Linked DNA regions of Ovis aries: region 1 is linked to region 2. Evidence: chromatin contacts called from public Hi-C data. All regions are on one chromosome and are shown on one strand. Each heading gives the region's core, a stretch centred on a gene start, on an enhancer-like site or on the middle of the called end of the contact. The rest is flanking DNA. Distances are from core to core; before and after follow the strand shown. Region 1 has its middle 180 kb from the start of JMJD1C. Region 2 holds the start of REEP3 (receptor accessory protein 3).

Evidence for each region. Hi-C and Micro-C count contacts between places; a contact is called where the count stands out from the background.
Region 1: a contact with region 2 is called in a Hi-C map of skin fibroblasts, with 1.8 times the contacts expected there. The contact joins the enhancer-like site here to the promoter of REEP3 in region 2. A contact is called at or near these places in 2 of 16 Hi-C or Micro-C datasets (skin fibroblasts and tail adipose tissue).

What each region holds. Positions count from the first base shown.
Region 1 is chr25:19,068,160-19,071,061 of ARS-UI_Ramb_v3.0, reverse strand. No RefSeq gene overlaps it. Among named protein-coding and RNA genes, the nearest start is that of JMJD1C, 180 kb to the right of the region's middle. Within about 2 kb of position 1,526, at least 35 of the 54 cell types and tissues checked have an H3K27ac peak or open chromatin away from gene starts, as enhancers often do.
Region 2 is chr25:18,886,140-18,888,981 of ARS-UI_Ramb_v3.0, reverse strand. REEP3 (receptor accessory protein 3) reads right to left here and starts at 1,422. Exons shown (of 10, transcript XM_060406503.1): 1 at 1,245-1,422. It overlaps JMJD1C (jumonji domain containing 1C), which reads left to right and starts at 970. Exons shown (of 26, transcript XM_027962302.3): 1 at 970-1,085.

The sequences.
Region 1 (2,902 bases), core at 277-2,776, 180 kb before region 2:
TTTGCTTCATCCTTTGTGATCTCTACCCGCTCTTGGAGCCCAATGCACCGGCAGCACCACAGAAGTGTACCACTGAGTCCACTTCAGAGAGGGCGAAACCACTATATAAAAGTTCTTAGACTGACCAAGCTTAACCTCAAAGGCCCGGCCCTTTCCTCTGGCCCCTAGGCCCGCCCAGAGCAGGCTGTATGTCAGGCTGGGAGAAGGGCATGGTTTAGGGAGCAAAGGCTTCTGGCTCAGGGGGCGGAACCACAGTTTGGAGACAGAACAAAGCCACAGCCAGGTCAGGGCTAAGGAGCTTGGGCTGGTCTTGGAATGGAGCCAGGACCCAGAAACCACTGCCGTGAGCCACCAGCTGGCTCTGGTCCTGGGAACACGAGCAGCTGTCATGCAGGCCAGACCAGACCTGCAGTCTGTCACCATGCCAACGGCTCCATTAGCCCTCCCAGTCTCTGCTCCCTGCAGGCTCACACCCAGTGGCCTGTGTACTTTGGCATCAGCCTACCTTTAGGTGTGTCCTGAGGTGACTGAATAAACTTACAGAAAAGCCACATCACCTGCTGGGTCTTATCATTCTGGACAGTGCTTTGTTGTTCCAGAAACCCATAGAGGTCAAAGTGTATAACTACAAACCTTTAAAGTGTGTTGACCTGATGAAAATGAAAGGGCCAATGATTTTCCTTAACTCTGTGTGGTCTAATTTAAGTGCCTGTCACTAGTACTTTAACTGGAACAACCCAGGCTCCATGACTGTGGAAACAGGAAGCCTTACCCCTATATGCCCAAGTGGTGGGGGCAAATCAGTGAAAGGCCACATTCACAGCTGTTTGGAGTACATCCTGATACCTTGGGATTCAGTTGCAGTAATAAAGTTAACATCAACACAATCATATCAAGAAAAGGTCACAGAAAGAGAAATCTTTGTTTCAAAAACTATGGTACTGTTCCTGGGGACATCCCTGGTGGTCTGATGGCTAAGACTCTCACTCTGGATGCAGGAGATGTGGGTTTGATGCCTGGTCAGGGAACTAGATCCCACATACTGCAGCTAAAGATCCCTTGTGTTGCAACTAAAGACCCAGCGCAGTCAAAGGGATAATTACTTTTTAAAAAAAATTATTATAGTGTTCCTTTTCTACACTAGATCATATTATCATCGTCTGTGTCAATGGCTATTCTCCCAAGTCCCACTGACCATGTGAGAAGTTTTTCCGAAAGATTAAGCTTCACCTCTTCCTAATTTTGTCCCCTTCCAAACTTGTTTAGCCCTCTTCAGGCTTGGTTACAAATTGTAACATTTTAACAGGCTGCACCTCCTCGATCTTTAGATTCTCTTATCACCAGGGAGAGGCCTGTACAACCTAGTAAACTTTAGCCATAAGGCAGCTCCCTAATGAGAATAAAGGGCAGAATAAAAGGCAGCATCCCACAGTGGGGCCAGCAGGATCCATCCCAGGGACAGAAGCCCAGTAGGGCTTAAGCTATAAGAACAAATAAGAACAAACTCTTGGTGCTCAGGAAACTCATAATCTAGGGGAGGCCACTGCTATGTTGCTTAACAAGGTGATAAGCTACAGTGTGTGCTGAGTGCTGTGGGAATGCAAAGGCAGCGATGATTAATTATGCTGGGTATGTGGATTAAAGATCTGGGAATGTTTCCCAGAGAGAGGAGTAGTTGAGCTGAAACCTTAAGGATGAGCAAGCTTTGATGAGGAGGAAATTTAATGGGCAGACTGCACAGCAATATGCATTCCAGGAAGAGGCATAGTGCGCAAGTCTTCCCGGCACAGAGAAGCAATAATACAGGAAATGTTAGGAGTGAAGAAGGTCGTCTGGTACACTTGGAGTTTATGATATAACGTAAAAGTGACAAAAGAAAGACTGAAGGACTTCTCTGGTGGTCCAGTGGTTAAGAATCTGCCTGCCAGTCCTGGGGACATGGGTTCCATACCTGGTACAGGAAGATCCCGCGTGCCACAGGGCAACTAAGACCATGAACCGCAACTGCTGAGACCATGCGCCTAGGCAATGAGAAACCCATGCACTGCAGCTAGAGAAAGCCTGAGCAGCAACAAAGACCCAGCATAGCCAAAAATAAATTTTAAAAAAAGACTGAAGAGTTAGGTTAGGCCAGATGGTGACTGTCTTGGAAGACAAACTCATTGGACTTTACCCTGAACTGACTGGTAAAGCATGCAAAGGATTTTAAATGACTGGCTAGGTCAGGAGTTAAGGTTAGTAAGTGTGACAAGCAAAATTGTCTAGAAATAACTCTGGAAGGTTACTTTAAGCAGCCTAGACAGACCAACTACAGCAGGGGCCTCCTTCTTCTCCCATGGGATGGACTGCCCCAAACTCATAGGACTGATAGCTTCTTCCCCATCCCTAGTCAGGTAAACTACAGGCCTCCGTGCAGGCCTCAAAGATCCAGAGCTGCAAAATTGGCTTTCCTGGACAGCTGAAAATATCCAAACACCTAACTCAGATTGCTTAGTGCCCCTGAATCTGTTTGTACCCCCACTGATAAGTCATTCTCTCACTCTATCTGGAAAGCAACATGGAAGTAGGGCCCTGGGTCGAGAACATAAACCTTCCACATCCCAGCTGATGGATGAGAGGCTGAGATCACAGACTTCTGCTCTCCCTGTGGACACTTCCTCAGCAAACCTCCACAAGAAAGTCTTTCTAAATCACACCACCAGATGTTATGAAACGCTTTCTGACCATGGTGACCCATAAAGGCATCCACATTACATCAAAATGGGACTTCCTAGGAATGGAATAAGACCTCTCCCCATTCACTGTCAGTTAGGACTCAAGCGGTAGCAGAAAATCTAACTGAAATTGGCTTTAACAGTTAAGGGGATTTTTGATTCAAATGACTGTTGGAGTGGATACAGAG
Region 2 (2,842 bases), core at 173-2,672:
GAAGCTTAAAATTAAAAACTATACCGAGGAAGAAAAAAACTGCATTCAGACCATCAAATGACACATCTTGAATGCTACTGTAAAGAAAGTTAAACAGGGCTACTAAGCGATTGATTCACTCTCAAAGAAAAAACAAAACAAACCCCAAAGAAACCAGAACACAAAACAACTGAAAAATTAGCTAATTCTGATTGAGAAATAAATGAGCAATCTGGCAATGTTCTTTTTTTTCCACATTATAAAGCTAATCGGAGAGGCCTGCCACCTGAAAACATTTCAGAAAGGTAGAGATAATACTCCTACAGAGATCATGATTAATGAATACATTGGCCCCTGGCTATAACTACGTCACTGCTGTTTACTTCGTGACTTCCCGTGTTCCAGGTGGGGGTTAAGTCAGGAAGGATTGGAGGAAATCAGTTTAAATTGTAGTCCAACCTTTACAGAGTAAACCCCACAACTCAACTAATTTTTTTCTTATGGGCCTGTAACTTAGTGGTAAAAGCACAATGAAATGAATGGATAATCTGAACAAAGGCAACAAGCATCTGTAATCTCTCAATCCCTTTGCAAATATATCCACCACGACAGGGCCAAATTCTGGGATCCGTTCGAGCAGGCGAGTGTCACCATTCAATAATGAGCTCCTTTCTCGATAAGCTGTAAATCTCGGGGCAACTGAGACCCTTCCTAGGGATCTGAGCTGGGAGCGGTCTCGGATTTTTAGACAAATCTCTCCTCCTACCACACGTGACCGAGAGGCAATCAGCGGCCCTGGGAGACCCGCAACGCACGATACAAAGGCTCGGCGCTGCCACGAAATCCTCAGGAGGATCGCCGAGCCTCCCGCGCTTAGCTTCTGCGGAGCCTGCGCAGGGCGCCGCCGCGAGGCGCGCCGCTCCCGGGCCCGCAGGGCGGTGCCGCGCAGCGCGGGGAGAGGGAGCAGGGAGCGCGCGCCGCCTGCCCTGCGCGCCTGCCCACCCAGCGCCGCGGGAGCAGGGCCGACGAGCCGCACGCAGTCCGGCCGCACCGCAGGAGCCGGGCCCTCGGCCGACGCAGGGAGCCCCGCAGCGACGTGGACTAGGGTGAGGAGGCCGAGGGCTCCCAGACCCCGGGCAGGCCCGAGGCCGGGCCGGCCCACCCCGCCCAGGCCCGGGCCTTCCCTTCTCCTCCCGGCCCCTGCCGCCACCCCCGGCCTCCCGGGCCTCGCGTGGGGGCGGAGGGGCGCCGTGAGCGACACTTACACCACGGCTCTGGAGATGATCCAGGACACCATCTTCCCGGGGGCTTGGACCCCACGTCGGGGGCGGGTGGGTGCCAAGGGTGGCGGACCAGGCGGCCAACGGCAGGCCGCGCGCCCTCCGGCTCCTCGCACTCCCCGGGGCCGCGCTGGCGCCCTCGGGAGCCGGGCCCGGTGTCTGCGCGCGGCGGCCGGAGCTGCGCGGCGGTCGGTCCCCCCCACCCTTCCCCGCCCGCCTGCGGAGCCGCCGCGGAGCCAGCCAGCCCCGCCCCTACGCTCCGCTGATAGGCGGCGGCGGCGCGTTGGCCGAGGCCAAGTCTGGGCTGCCCGGCTCCGGGGGCTGGGCTGCCGGGACCCCTGCCCGCGCCGGACGGCCTTGCGGCCTGGCTCCTTGGCTCTACCCTCCCTGCTCTGCCTCCTTTGTCCAGAACGTCCACGAGGCGTAGAGGGGAGAGGGTGGGGAGAGGCTGAGGAAGGGGACTTGGGGGTGAGGGTTGTTGATATCTGTGTGAAAAACAAGATAGTCGTGGAAACTCTGTCTGACGGAATCCTTTTGGACCAGGCCCTAGATTCTGGAGAGGAGAAATTTGGAGATGCGTTTAGCTACATCGGTGTTCTCACTGTTCACCGAGGCCCTGGACATCATCAAAGTACCGCATTTTCAGGCAGAGGTCGGGAGAATCGTTGTACAGGCCTGTCAGGAGTCTCCTGGTTTGTGGTGCAATGCAGGGAGGGGAAGAGGAGGAAAGCCTTGGATTTCAAGTTTGCAGTAGTGAGCGTGTAGATACCACTGTTCTGGGCCTCTTACGACATCGTCCCATCACAACATCCGCAAAGCCTGTATTACAAACACACCTCTGACCTGCCAGATATTCAGAGTAAAAGTTGGGTTTAGGATTCGTGACCTGTCTTACTATTTATAGCTGTCTGTTTTTTGGGAAGTTGGGTTATTGCTCGCACCTTGCAGGTATCTTAATTTCAGGAGGTAGAATTTAAACTCTGATATTTTTGGTGGCAATACCGAATCGAGGAAGTGATCTTGAAATTTAGTCGCATCTTTTTTTTTTTTCCTGTTAAGATGGTAATAAAAGATAATTCTAGTGTTCAGATGGTACGAAGAATAAAGGATGAGACATGGGCTTCAAGCCTTTGATTAAAAGGTCTAGGAAATAGTTTATTTTGTGACCATACTGTAATTTATTCTTTTTGTTCCTCAGTTTCCCTGTAGTAAAAAGAGGTCAGTAATACTGCGGTTTACCTCTTGGCCTTCCAAGAGTGACATGAAGTACGCTAAATACATTTTATAAAATTGTGCCACTTGTTTGAGAGAAAATAAAAAACGAATAGGAGATTATCCTGAGTTTTTTTAAAGTCCCAGGTTCAGTACATTAGTAATGTTTTTGTTATGCAAGGAATGAAATCGGAAACTCCTTTTTACTCTTGGGTAGGCTTTGTACTCTTGGGTTGCAAAGAGTTGGATGTGACTGAACTGAACTGAGGCTCTTTTTGCTTATTTATGCATTTTAAGAACGTATATATTAATTTCAGGGATCTCAATGATGAAAATTTGCATTTGTCTGGAATCATTTTTGGCCATTATTC